Regions from separate parts of the Triticum aestivum genome. Here region 2 is linked to region 1. A link is a contact called in public Hi-C data. All regions are on one chromosome and are shown on one strand. The core of a region is the stretch at or near the end of the contact, and the rest is flanking DNA. Distances in the headings are between cores, read along the strand shown.

The links. A called contact is a pair of places that touch in the nucleus more often than the background predicts.
Region 2: a contact with region 1 is called in a Hi-C map of leaf, with 6 times the contacts expected there. The contact joins the enhancer-like site here to the promoter of LOC123121651 in region 1. A contact is called at or near these places in 1 of 5 Hi-C or Micro-C datasets (leaf) and 1 of 1 datasets of contacts at active chromatin or transcription factors (leaf).

Annotation. Positions count from the first base shown.
Region 1 is chr5D:345,204,934-345,210,639 of IWGSC CS RefSeq v2.1, reverse strand. LOC123121651 (zinc-finger homeodomain protein 9) reads right to left here and starts at 4,098. Exons shown (of 1, transcript XM_044541667.1): 1 at 2,466-4,098. The coding sequence starts at 3,961. The coding sequence ends at 2,798.
Region 2 is chr5D:345,620,656-345,626,270 of IWGSC CS RefSeq v2.1, reverse strand. No RefSeq gene overlaps it. Among protein-coding and RNA genes, the nearest start is that of LOC123121652, 100 kb to the left of the region's middle. Within about 2 kb of position 1,435, at least 1 of the 8 cell types and tissues checked has an H3K27ac peak or open chromatin away from gene starts, as enhancers often do. A contact at or near this core is called in leaf, where this site is marked.

The DNA.
Region 1 (5,706 bases), core at 2,849-5,348:
ACCCTTGCGACAAACTTTGTTAATGCCTCATCTCCAAAGGCCTCTAAGAAAAGGGGAGGGGGCTGGTTCCTAACGCTTTTTGAAACTTAATGTTGATGCTTCTTTTGACCATGATCTGCTTAGGGGCACGATGGGGCAGTCCTTAGAGACGGCAAATGCAGATTTATCGCTGGGAGGAATGGGAAGATAGACTCCTGCGCGTACGTCTTCACGGCTGAAGTCCTTTCTATCGTTGGCGCAAAAGTCAGGATGTAATCACCTTATTATTAATTTGAATAATCTGGAGGTGATTGATACCATGAAGGATGGAGGACGGTCGGCGGGTCGGCAAACTTCGATGATTGTTTCCATTATGCATATGATTTCATTATCGCGAGATTCAAACATTGTAATAGGGAAGCAAATAAAGTTGCTCATAAGCTCGCCAGATTAGCTAGATTTTCTTTGACTTCCGATTGGTTTGAGGAACCCTTAAATGAAATTGTAACGATCCTCACAAACAATGTAATGGTTATTTGTAATGAATAAAGTTCCTGATTTTAATTCAAAAAAGGCACAAAACTTGTGTGTTTTTGACAAAAATCTACATGTGCACAAGGAGCATAGATGTTTTTTCTGAAAAGGAGGTTATCCCCCGGCCTCAGCATCCGAAAGATGCATGCGGCCATATTATTAAACAAGTTTAGCAAAAACACAAAGTCTGTAATCCGGAGTACAGGAGCATAGACATGAACATGTGTCATTTTTTCAGAACATATCTGCTGGTCAACCTCAATTGCTTGGGGAAAATGGTGTTTTCGCCTTTTTTCTACCATACTGATATTAGGAAACATGATTGCCTACTCGTTATCAGTGGAAACGGGGATACTTGCAGCAAGAAATGTATGGAAGAGTTAGGCCCTGTTCGGCAAATTTGAACGACTCTTCAAATTTGAACTGAATGCTGCTCCGCTCCGGAGCGGAGTTGGAGAGGGGAGAGAGCCCGAAGTCTTAGCTTATCTTAAGATTGGTGTCAAATTCTCAAAAGAAAAAAACACTCAGAAATTTCTCAAAAGAAAAAGACGAAAAGAAGAACCTTTACAAACATGTTTCCTGCAAGCCTGCATTTCATTTTATAAGGACCTGACAACCTAGGAGGTTATCAGGCGAAGCAGCAGCGCAGAAGAAATGGTCCGGTCGGTCCGGGGCGTGGCAATCACGATGGACGTTTTTCCGCAGAAAGAACCAAAAAGGAAGAGCGGCACGCACGCACGCACGCACGGACACCACCACCTGCGCAAAGGGTCGGGCATCATTGAGACGAAGGGATTGAGAGCAAATCATGCGCTGGGGTTAGGGGTCGGATCCCATCGATTGCATTCTTCCTTCGGGAATTGGGCAGGGAAGATCATCATCACCCATCACAGAGGACGGAGACGGAGAGGAACAAGACATGTGAATTATACGCTCGTACAGTGAAGGAAGGGGGGAGGAGAGGGTGAAAAAAAGGGAGGGGAGCTATGAACCTGGCGTGTCAGGAGGCCATGCCGTGGCTAATGCCATCACGAGGGTAGCTGCATGATTTGGCTTGTCAGCGGGCCTTTTCAGTGTCAATGCCGCCATCAGCTTTTCAACCCGGCCAGCGCGACAAAAGGCATCCCCTCGCACACACACACTCATATTCCGTCGGGTCACGAGCAACAGTAACACGGGCCGGCGTCCTACTACCGCATGCCATATTGTCATGCCCCCATGCCATTCACTTTCGCTAAGCAGGGTTGCCGCCTAATTGCATGGCTGCATGCCTACCCTGATCCGGCCCCAACCCACATCTCTCACCCCCCTAACCGCACGATCGCCCGACTTGATGGCTATCTTCTGCGTGCGCTTTTTGTTTCCGCCGTGTAGTAGCGTGGATGGAGTTCCCGGCCGGCCTTTGGGATGGTGGGGATGGTGGTGGGGTGCCGCCCCAAATGGGACGGGTTCGGGAGGAGCTACGCGCTAGAGAGCGAAAGGGAGCATACATGGAAGGAGAATTACACGAGACAAGAATGTGTTGTGCGTGGATGAGAGAGAGGGCAGCGACGACTATTCTACTCCTCCTCCCTACGTTTCCATACCGAGTAGCTGGCGATGGCAAGCGTGCGAGGAAGGTGCTAACTGCTATAGATAGCGCAGCAAAGGTGATGTCTTATAGCTTGGCTTTTGTTTAGGCCCACGTTAATCTATCTGCTCCTGCTCGTGGGGATGCATCCATGCAAGGCGGGCATTATAAAAATGGCGCTGCTAATGATGGGTTTAGGTTAGGGAAACCTCGCAAAAGGACCATTATTCTACTCCTAGCAGGAAAGCGCAGGCGCAAGTACAGGCTAAGCCAATTGATTAATGGAACAACAGGAGTAAGTACCACTGTAAGCAGAGGGGCTGCCTCCGATCATGAATTCACAGCGCACAATTGAGCATGAGATGATACTACAAGCCTATTCTACTAGGAAATAAACTTCTTCTATTACGGACGGACGGGCGGATGCTCAACTTACAGTTACAGGGACAAGAACAGACCAAGAAAGGTGCCACTTTTGAGATCAGATAATCTAATTAATCCTAAATCGCGAGCTTCCATCGGATCCCAAGAACAGATAAAGCTTAGATTTCTAGACATCAGACGGCGCCCTTTCTTGGGGTTAATTTCTTAGTGGAACCAACGATCGATCCAAACTACAGAAAGAAAAGTAATGCAATGATAACTGAAATGAAAGCTAAATGTCTTTGCCTTTCTCCTTCCCTCTCCTTCTTCTCTGCCTCTGCTCTCCTTAGCTCACGCCGACTGCGGCGACGAGGCTCCGTTCAGCTTACGGCCGGCGGCGAAGATGGGTGTGGGCGTGGCGGTGGTGGTGGCGGTGGAGGCTGAGGAGGCGGTACCGTTCATGTTGAAGCCGGTGGCGGTGGGGGCCGGGGAGCTGTGGCTGGCGGAGGGGTTGAATGGCGCTCCTGGTGCGGGGCTGGCCGGGGCGAGACGGAATGGCCCGCCGGCGGCAGGGGCGGTGGGGGTGGTCGCGGCGGAGGAGGCCGCGGCTGAAGCGCTGCGGCGGGCGCTGTGGCCGCCGAGGTAGTTGTGCTTGTTGTTGTGCATCCAGACCTTGAAGACGCCCTTGCTCACGCCGATGTCGCGGCACCACTCGTCGACCACGCCCTCGTCGCGCTTCTGGAGGCGCCACCCCAGGCGCTCCGACAGCTCCTGCATCCGCTGCTTCTGCTCCGCGGTGAACTTGGTGCGGAATCGCTTCCTGGCCGGCATCATCCCGTGGGGCGGCGGCGCCGTCGCCGGCGAGAGCTGGGCGGGGAGCCTGCTCTGGCCCTGCGGCGCCCCCAGCGCGCTGGAGTTGAGAGAGAGCAGCATGTGTGGGTGTGGCGCAGAAGAGATGTACGACGGCGGCTGCTGCGCCACCGGAGCCGGAAGGTGCGCGGGTGGAGGGTGCTGGGGCGGGGAGACGGAGCGCTCGTCGTCGTACTCGGAGCCATCCGAGTCGGAGTCAGAGTCGTCGCCGTCGACGCCCGGGAGCCGGTCATCCGGCGTCTCCTGCCCGTGCCCGCGCTGCGGCAGGCCATGGAGCACGGTGGCCGGCATGGGCATGGGCATGGGCGGCGCCGGCAGCAGGGCCGGCGGGGGCGGGGGCGGGGGCGGCGGCGACCCCTCCACCATCACGAGGCGGTGGAAGTTGCGGTGGCAGCCGCAGGCCGCGCACTTGTACGAGGCCGGGTCGGCGGTGTTAAGCTCCACCACCGGCATCCACTCGCCGCAGCCGTCCACGGCGTGCGCGCCGATGGCCGCCGCGTGGTTCTTGAGGCACTCCTTGTACGTGGGCACGGCCTCCACCGCCGCCGGCGGCGCCGGCGGCTGCACGGCCGCCGCCTGCCGGAGCTTCTTGACGGAGCCGTTGGGGTAGAGGGCCGGCCGGTACTTGACGTCCATGGCCTCCATGCTCCGCTCTCCCTCCGCTCGCTCCGCGGTGTCACCCGGCTTGACAAGGATTACTACCGCTAGTGGGCTTTAGTTAGGGACGGGCGGGGGTCAAGGGAGTGAGGAAAACTACAGGTAAGGATGTGAAGCGAGGCCAAGGCGAGGAGATAAGAGTATAAAAAGGGAGGGCGACGGCGACGCTCAAAGACGAAGCCCCATTAATCCATGCCATTAGTGATGAGCATATGCACACAAAAGAGAAATTTCCCAAAGATCGTAGAGATATGTAGATAGATAGATAGATTAGATCATGACGACACACGGTGTTGAATCGGTTGCAGGTGCATCTGTATCCCGCGTCACACCGTCACCGCCCAGGAGTAAACATGGACCGCTGATCAAAGGATCAATCAAGACGGGCGCCACCCAAACCCGGCCGTTTTTGTTTGACCTCCATGATTTTCTGCGCTGTCAATTTGCATCATCATCACACGGATGGACGCGACGCGTGTACACCACTGTTGTACATTCGTCACACAATTTGAGCTGTCAATGCATGTTTTCATTATTAATTAGGTGAAAATTAGCAGTAAGCATGCACTGTCAGCCACGTTTAACGATTTTCACCAACCACAAATATCACCATGCAATAACGTGAGGAAGCACATTATCACTGGGCACAACTAATCTGGAAAACACAATGCGGTTTCTCCCCTGAACCTTTGATTTGAAGTTGCTACTTATGTGATCAAGTAAGAAAACGTGTAAACTGTTCTCACCAAAAGTTACGAGCAATAGCGAATGTTAAAACCATAATAACACAAATAATGCATTCTTACCAAACAATTGTAAATCCCAAAACACAGGCATCGATTTTGGGATAGAACCATGGGGGTCAATTATCACCGCCACTTATGTCAGTCTCAAGCGGATACGTGTATATACATAATATATTTGCCACAACGCGTAACAAATTGCAATAACATAATTCAGTTTTCGCAACACTCGGTGATCATGTGAGACACACATGAAACCCATTTTAAGCATCTATTATCGAGCATAGCTAATTTCAATACATCTAATTTAGCATAGCACATTTAGAGTTGCTAAAAAAAATCGACACCATATAAGTGGTGTCAATTTTGCTTAGCCATGGATTTGAGATGTCGCTTGTGTCACAAAAAATGAAGAAATATGTTAATAGTTATCCTGTATTTGAGTTGTCACTAGTGTAATCAGATAATTAGGAAACATGTAAATCATTACCCTGGTTTGAGATGTCATCACGTAATTATAGAATCAAGAAACGTGCAAATTGTTACCTGCCATTTGAGCTATTATTGATGTACATAATTATACAACCAAGAGATGTATAAACCATTACTCAAGATTGAGGTGTCATTAGTGTCATTGGAGAGTACAATGAACTTGTAAACCAATTTTTATTATCTTCTACCAACTATAGCAAATCTGAAAGCCATAGTACACAGATAACAATCCAAGGATTGAAGACCTCAAAAGCACAACATCAATATTTGCCTATAATTCTTAAGCGCATAACAAAAATATTATTTGCCATAAACAATAGTAAACTCTAGTAACACAATGTCGAATGCCCCCTAATGCTCCATCTAAGCTATGTGATTAAGCCAGAAAATTCATACACCACTTCAAGAAACAACAACCAATTGTGGAAATAACTAGCATAAAAAATATCATTGCTTATCGCAAATCTCGATTCCATAACAAAGCGGACTTTTCTTTAA
Region 2 (5,615 bases), core at 186-2,685, 420 kb before region 1:
CATGTGATGCACAAATGAGAAAACTTTGCTGCTAGTTGCACTTCTCATCCAAAATTAAATATTTCAGTGGCTCCAATTATTTATATTTTTAAGAGAATATCATAAGTCTTTCACTTAATATATGCTTTATATAATTATTAGCAGTAGTACTTCCTTTGTAAATTGTAAAGAAATATAGTGATCTAAACGCTCTGATATTTCTCTATGGAGGGAGTAACATTTATAGATGTATATCCCTTTCCCTTTCCCCCAACGTCGTGTGCGCGCGCGCGTAGCAGTCAAGTAGATGTGCACGAAAACTATATAGGGCAAACCATACGCATTACATGTCCCTGAAATACGCGATAGCTACAGCAAGTGTGCCACCACAGGCTTTTCTCCAAGATACCCGATGGATACAGATACTCCTAGTATTACCCTAGCCACTGATTGACAAAGAGATGGTTCCGACTCGCGCGTAAATTACAAGCAGGATCATACTGTCAGTCGCTCCAGCAAATCATACAGGAGTATGTTCCACATAATTTCACGAGATATATCATGTCATGAAAAATAAATTTGTAAGGATAATCATGGCAGATATAATAATTTAAAGGCCGTCTTTCTTTCCCATTTGGTCGTCACACAGATCGAAAATTTTGTACGCCACCCATCCAATTATACGAGTAGACACCAAAGGAAAATCTTCTGCGGGAGGGAAGCATCTTCTGACACGGCTCTTGATCTGCATGCTAGCTAGCCTGCTATGGAGTTAGTGTGAAAGACTAAATACCTAATGATGATATCGGTGATGCCATAGCATCACTCTGGCCCATCACCATCACTAGATTAGATGCGCTTTTAGGTTTGGAGCTTTGAGGGGGGTTGCCTTGCCATGATAAAGGCAGCGTGCACGACGGTCCATGCATATGACGCTCCAAGCAAGCATGTGGATGGCGCTCAGTGTCCCAATGATTACCCAGCCACCATTATACCCGATCCATTTTATATAGTATTAGCATGCTTGTTCTTAGCTAAAGAGACCGCTAACTAATTTAAAAATTAGCTCCAAGAGGCTTACACTATTTTGCCAAATCTTTAGCCTTACGGCGACAGTCTTAGATGTCCAGAAACTATTTTCGAGAGTGTTACTACAAACTATTTTTCGAGAAGTAAAACCGTGATAAATGTGTTTAGAACTAAGCAGTGCCGAACAGATGTTAGGTGCTTGGGAGTCAAAAAGTAGAGGGTGCTTTAACGGAAACCAGCGCTACGTACATCGGTGATGAGGCGATCATGGTGGTAGCCTTTATTGAAAATTTCAAAGTCAAAACGCCGTTTCGTCCTGGATCCGTTTAGCCGCTTCCCACGCATGCAGTGTTCTCATTTCTCATTCAACCCTCCTCGCCTCAGGAACACAGGTAGCTACTGTTGAACGTTGATCAACAGCCACCGGCACATGGCCCCCATCGCTGCACTTGCCGCCCACGCCCCGCATGTCAGTGCTGTCTCGCCAAAATAAGCTAGCCCGTACTCCGGTCTACCAAAAACCCGTCCAGGAACTGGGATCGGCTAAAGCGAAGCGGTAGGATTTATGAGGTCCCGTCTACCACCAGTAGCTCGGGAGGTGGCTTACGCTGACACGGCATTAACATTCAATGAACTCCAACGGACTCCATGGAATGGAGAAGCCATCCATGGTCATGGTCATGGCCTCGCCAACGGCTACCATCACCAACCATGTCACCGTTCAAATTAGTGTGACGGAGTGTTGTTTGTTTCGTGTGTAGAGTACCACTAATCCCAGAATAAGCAATTAGATAATCTGTTATCCAGTAGCGAATAGCCAATGAGCCTTGGGATTATTAGTCCTACTTGTAGCTTGGGTCAAACTTTAACCTTTGATTTAACTATCAAAAATAAGTTATATACCCTAAAAAGTATCATTGAAAACCTCTTTCAAATATGAATCCAACAATATAAGTTTTGTGACATACTCCCTTCATCCCAAAACAAGTGTCTCAACTTTGTACTAATTTCAAAGTTGTACTACCTCCGTCCTGGTTTATTAGCCCCCTTTGTATTGTGTGCTAAATTTTGAGCTTAAATTTAACTAGCAAAATGTTAATGCATGTCATAAAAAATAGTACAATTAGAAACTATGTTTAAATACGAATCCAACTATATAATTTTCTATGACATGCATTAATATTTTGTTAGTTAATCTCTAGTCAAAATTTGGCACAAAATACAAAAAAGACTTATAAACCAGGACGGAATAGTATTAAGTTTAAGACACTTATTTTGAGATGGAAGGAGTATAACTTACAACTTATTAGTCAGATCTATGATCAAAGTTCGACCTAAAATACAAAAAGACCAATAATCCCAGAATAAGCAATTAGATAATCTGTTATCCAGTAGCGAATAGCCAATGAGCCTTGGGCTGCATGCTGGAGCGGACAGGACAGGAAATGGATTTCATGATGGCAAGTACATGAGCATGTGTGGTGTCAGATTCTAGCACAATGGATGCACGACACGAGGTGAATGCGGCAGCAGGCGCGCTGCATGAAAGGCTGGGGGGCCATAGTTCCAAATGGTACTATGGTTAAATGTCAACGGAATTGACCTAATTTTTGTTACTCGGGTCACATCAAAAGAAGAAAATTGTTACTAGGGTGTCAACTTACGGTTGCACAGCCCTCGATGGCGCACCGTTGTAAACACACCCTTGCCATGTATCTCATATCCGACATCCTATATACAGATAAAATCATGGAACGTACTAATACGTAGATCATCATACGCGCAAAATGGACTCTAAACCGATGGCGAACAAGCATAAATTCACATATAAACATCATCAAAAGATCGGTCATAGTTCACACTGTTCAAACTGTCCGGCAAATGCTAACTAGATACTACGAGCTAGATATGAGAGGGCGGAGCTTCACCACTTCCTTGGCGGTCCTTTGCCCTTCTGGTTGCCGGCACTCCTGTAGGCGCCCACGGCAGGAGATGTGTCGATGTCGGAGCTGTCGGAGTCGGACCCGTCATCGGAGGAGGAATCGGAGATGACGTTGTAGCCCTACAAGCGCCGGACATTGCGGTCCTGCTTGCGCTTGACCTTGGCCATCCTTGCCGCCTCCGCCGCCGCCTCCCGCTCGGACTGCTCAATGCCGAGCTGGAGATTGTAAGTGCATCTAGTGCCACCCCTAGTTGGTTTTGGAGTATTGACGACAAACCTTGTTGAGGGACTAATGTGTTTGTGAGAATTGCAGGATAACACATGTAGTAGTCTCTCATTGATTCGGTTTACCTACCGGAGATACCCATAAAAATGTGTGAAGACATTGAAAACAATGGTGGTATGTGAAGATATTCACAATGAAGATTATGACTCGAGAAGACATTCACGTGAAGACTATGGAGTGCGAAGACATAGTTGTTTCGTAGTTTCCTTTTCTTCTTTGTTGAGTCATAGGAACCACCGTACTGTTAAGTGGGGTCCAAGTGAACAAAGTCAGAGTGACTGAAGTGATGCTCAACCAAATCCTAAGTCTTCGAGCGAAGACTATGAGAGCAAATCTTATCCAGAGCTGGATGGGTCAGCTTTACTTGTAGCCCAAGTTAAGCTGCCGCATGTGTTTGAAATCTGACCGTTGGAACACGTGTCAGTTCCTTAATGACCCAGGGTCATTTCGGGCAAATCAGGTCGGGTTGCCTAGTGGCTATAAATAGCCCACCCCCTACACCATAAATTGGTGGCTGCTCAGAGTTAGTGCACGACTTTTGTCGTTTGAGAGCAACCCACCTCCGAAGCCTTTGAGAGAGAGATCCTTGCGAGGACAAAGCCCAAAACACCCAGAGCCAAAGAGTGTTAGGCATCACTGAAGTCTTTCTGTCTGCGTGACCTGAAGACTTGTTACACTTGAGGACTGTGAATCCTCCAGCCGGTTAGGCGTCGCGTTCTGAGCATCCAATAGTCATTGTGGATTACCGGTGAACGAAGTCTGTGAAGGTTTGGAAGTCTACCTTGAAGACTTACCAGAGTGATTGGGCGAGGACTAAGTGTCCTTAGCTCAAGGGGAATAAGGTGAAGACGTGGTCTTCTGAGTTGAATCTCAGCCTCCCTAACCAGACGTACAGTTGTCACAGCAACTGGAACTGGTCCAACAAATCCTTTGCCTTCACCAAGCAACTGGTTCTATCTCTACCTTTACTTATTTACAGTTTGTCTTCGTGAAGTCTTTTGCTTGCTTGTCTTATCTGTTTGACTTCACTGCGTGACGACTATTTTTGTTTGGCTTCACACTATCTTCCATCTTGATCCATACTACCTAGTTGCTAATAGTCTTCGTGCTTTATCTTTATTACTTGCTTGACTATGGCTTGTCTAGTGTAGTCTACCTTCCACTGCATGTCAATAGGTTCATTTCTATCGTTTGTCTTCTAAACTCCCATGTTTTAAAGACTTTCATAAAAATTGCCTATTCACCCCCCTCTAGACGATAACTAGCACTTTCAATTGGTATCAGAGCAAGGTACTCCCTTGTTCTGTGTGATTCGGTTTAACCACCTGGAGTTTTAGCTATGTCGACTACAGGGATAATCAAAGTCTCCGCTGCGTGCCCTGTCTTCGATGGCACTGATTACCCCTACTGGAAGAATAAGATGTGCATGCATCTTGAAGCCAGTGATGTCCATCTATGGTATGTCGTCAAGAACGGTGTTCCCAAGACTGGTGAAGGTGTCACCCCTGCTGATGTCAAGAAGTTCGTTCAACTGGATTCTACTGCCAAGAACATCATCTGTGGTCATCTGACCAAAGGAAGGTATGGTCATGTGAGTGCTTTGGAAACGTCGAAGCTAGTTTGGGACTGGCTCTCCATGGTCAACGAAGGCGTCTCAACCCAGAGAGATCAAAGGATCAGTGTCCTTCGCAACCTCTTCAACCGCTTCAAGAGAAATGAGAATGAGAATGTCCAGCTCAGTTTGATCGCCTCACTGATATCACAAATGAGCTTCATGCTCTCGGCGCCACTGAGATCACCAAGCATGAAATCGTCAAGACACTCCTGAGATCACTTGACAGCTCGTTTGACACCCTTGCCCTGATGATTCAAGAACGCCCTGACTTCAAGACACTCGATCCGTCTGACATACTTGAGAGGCTCAACACACATGAGTTTCAGCTATCTGAGAAAAGAGACATCTATGGTCCCAACTATGGCCGAACTCGCGCTTTGAAGGCAAAGGTTGTTTCCTCATCTGAAGAAGAATCTGACTGCAGTTCTGGGGATCCTAAAGACATTGGAAAGGAGCTTGCTATGCTTGTGAAGAAGTTCCAGAAATTCACCAAGAAGAAAGGCTTCAGAAAGTCTTCAAGATCCAGCTCGAGAAATGATGAAGCTTCTACTCATGACCACAAGAAGAGAACATGCCACAAGTGCAAGAAACCTGGTCACTACAACTCTAAGTGTCCTCAGTGGGACAATGAGAACAACAACAAGAAGAAGAGCAAGGAATATGATTCTGATGACAAGAAGAAGAAGAAATCCTCAGAGTCTTCTTCCAAGTCTTCCTCCAAGTCTTCATCACATAAGAAGAGCTCATCTGGCAAGGCTCGTGCT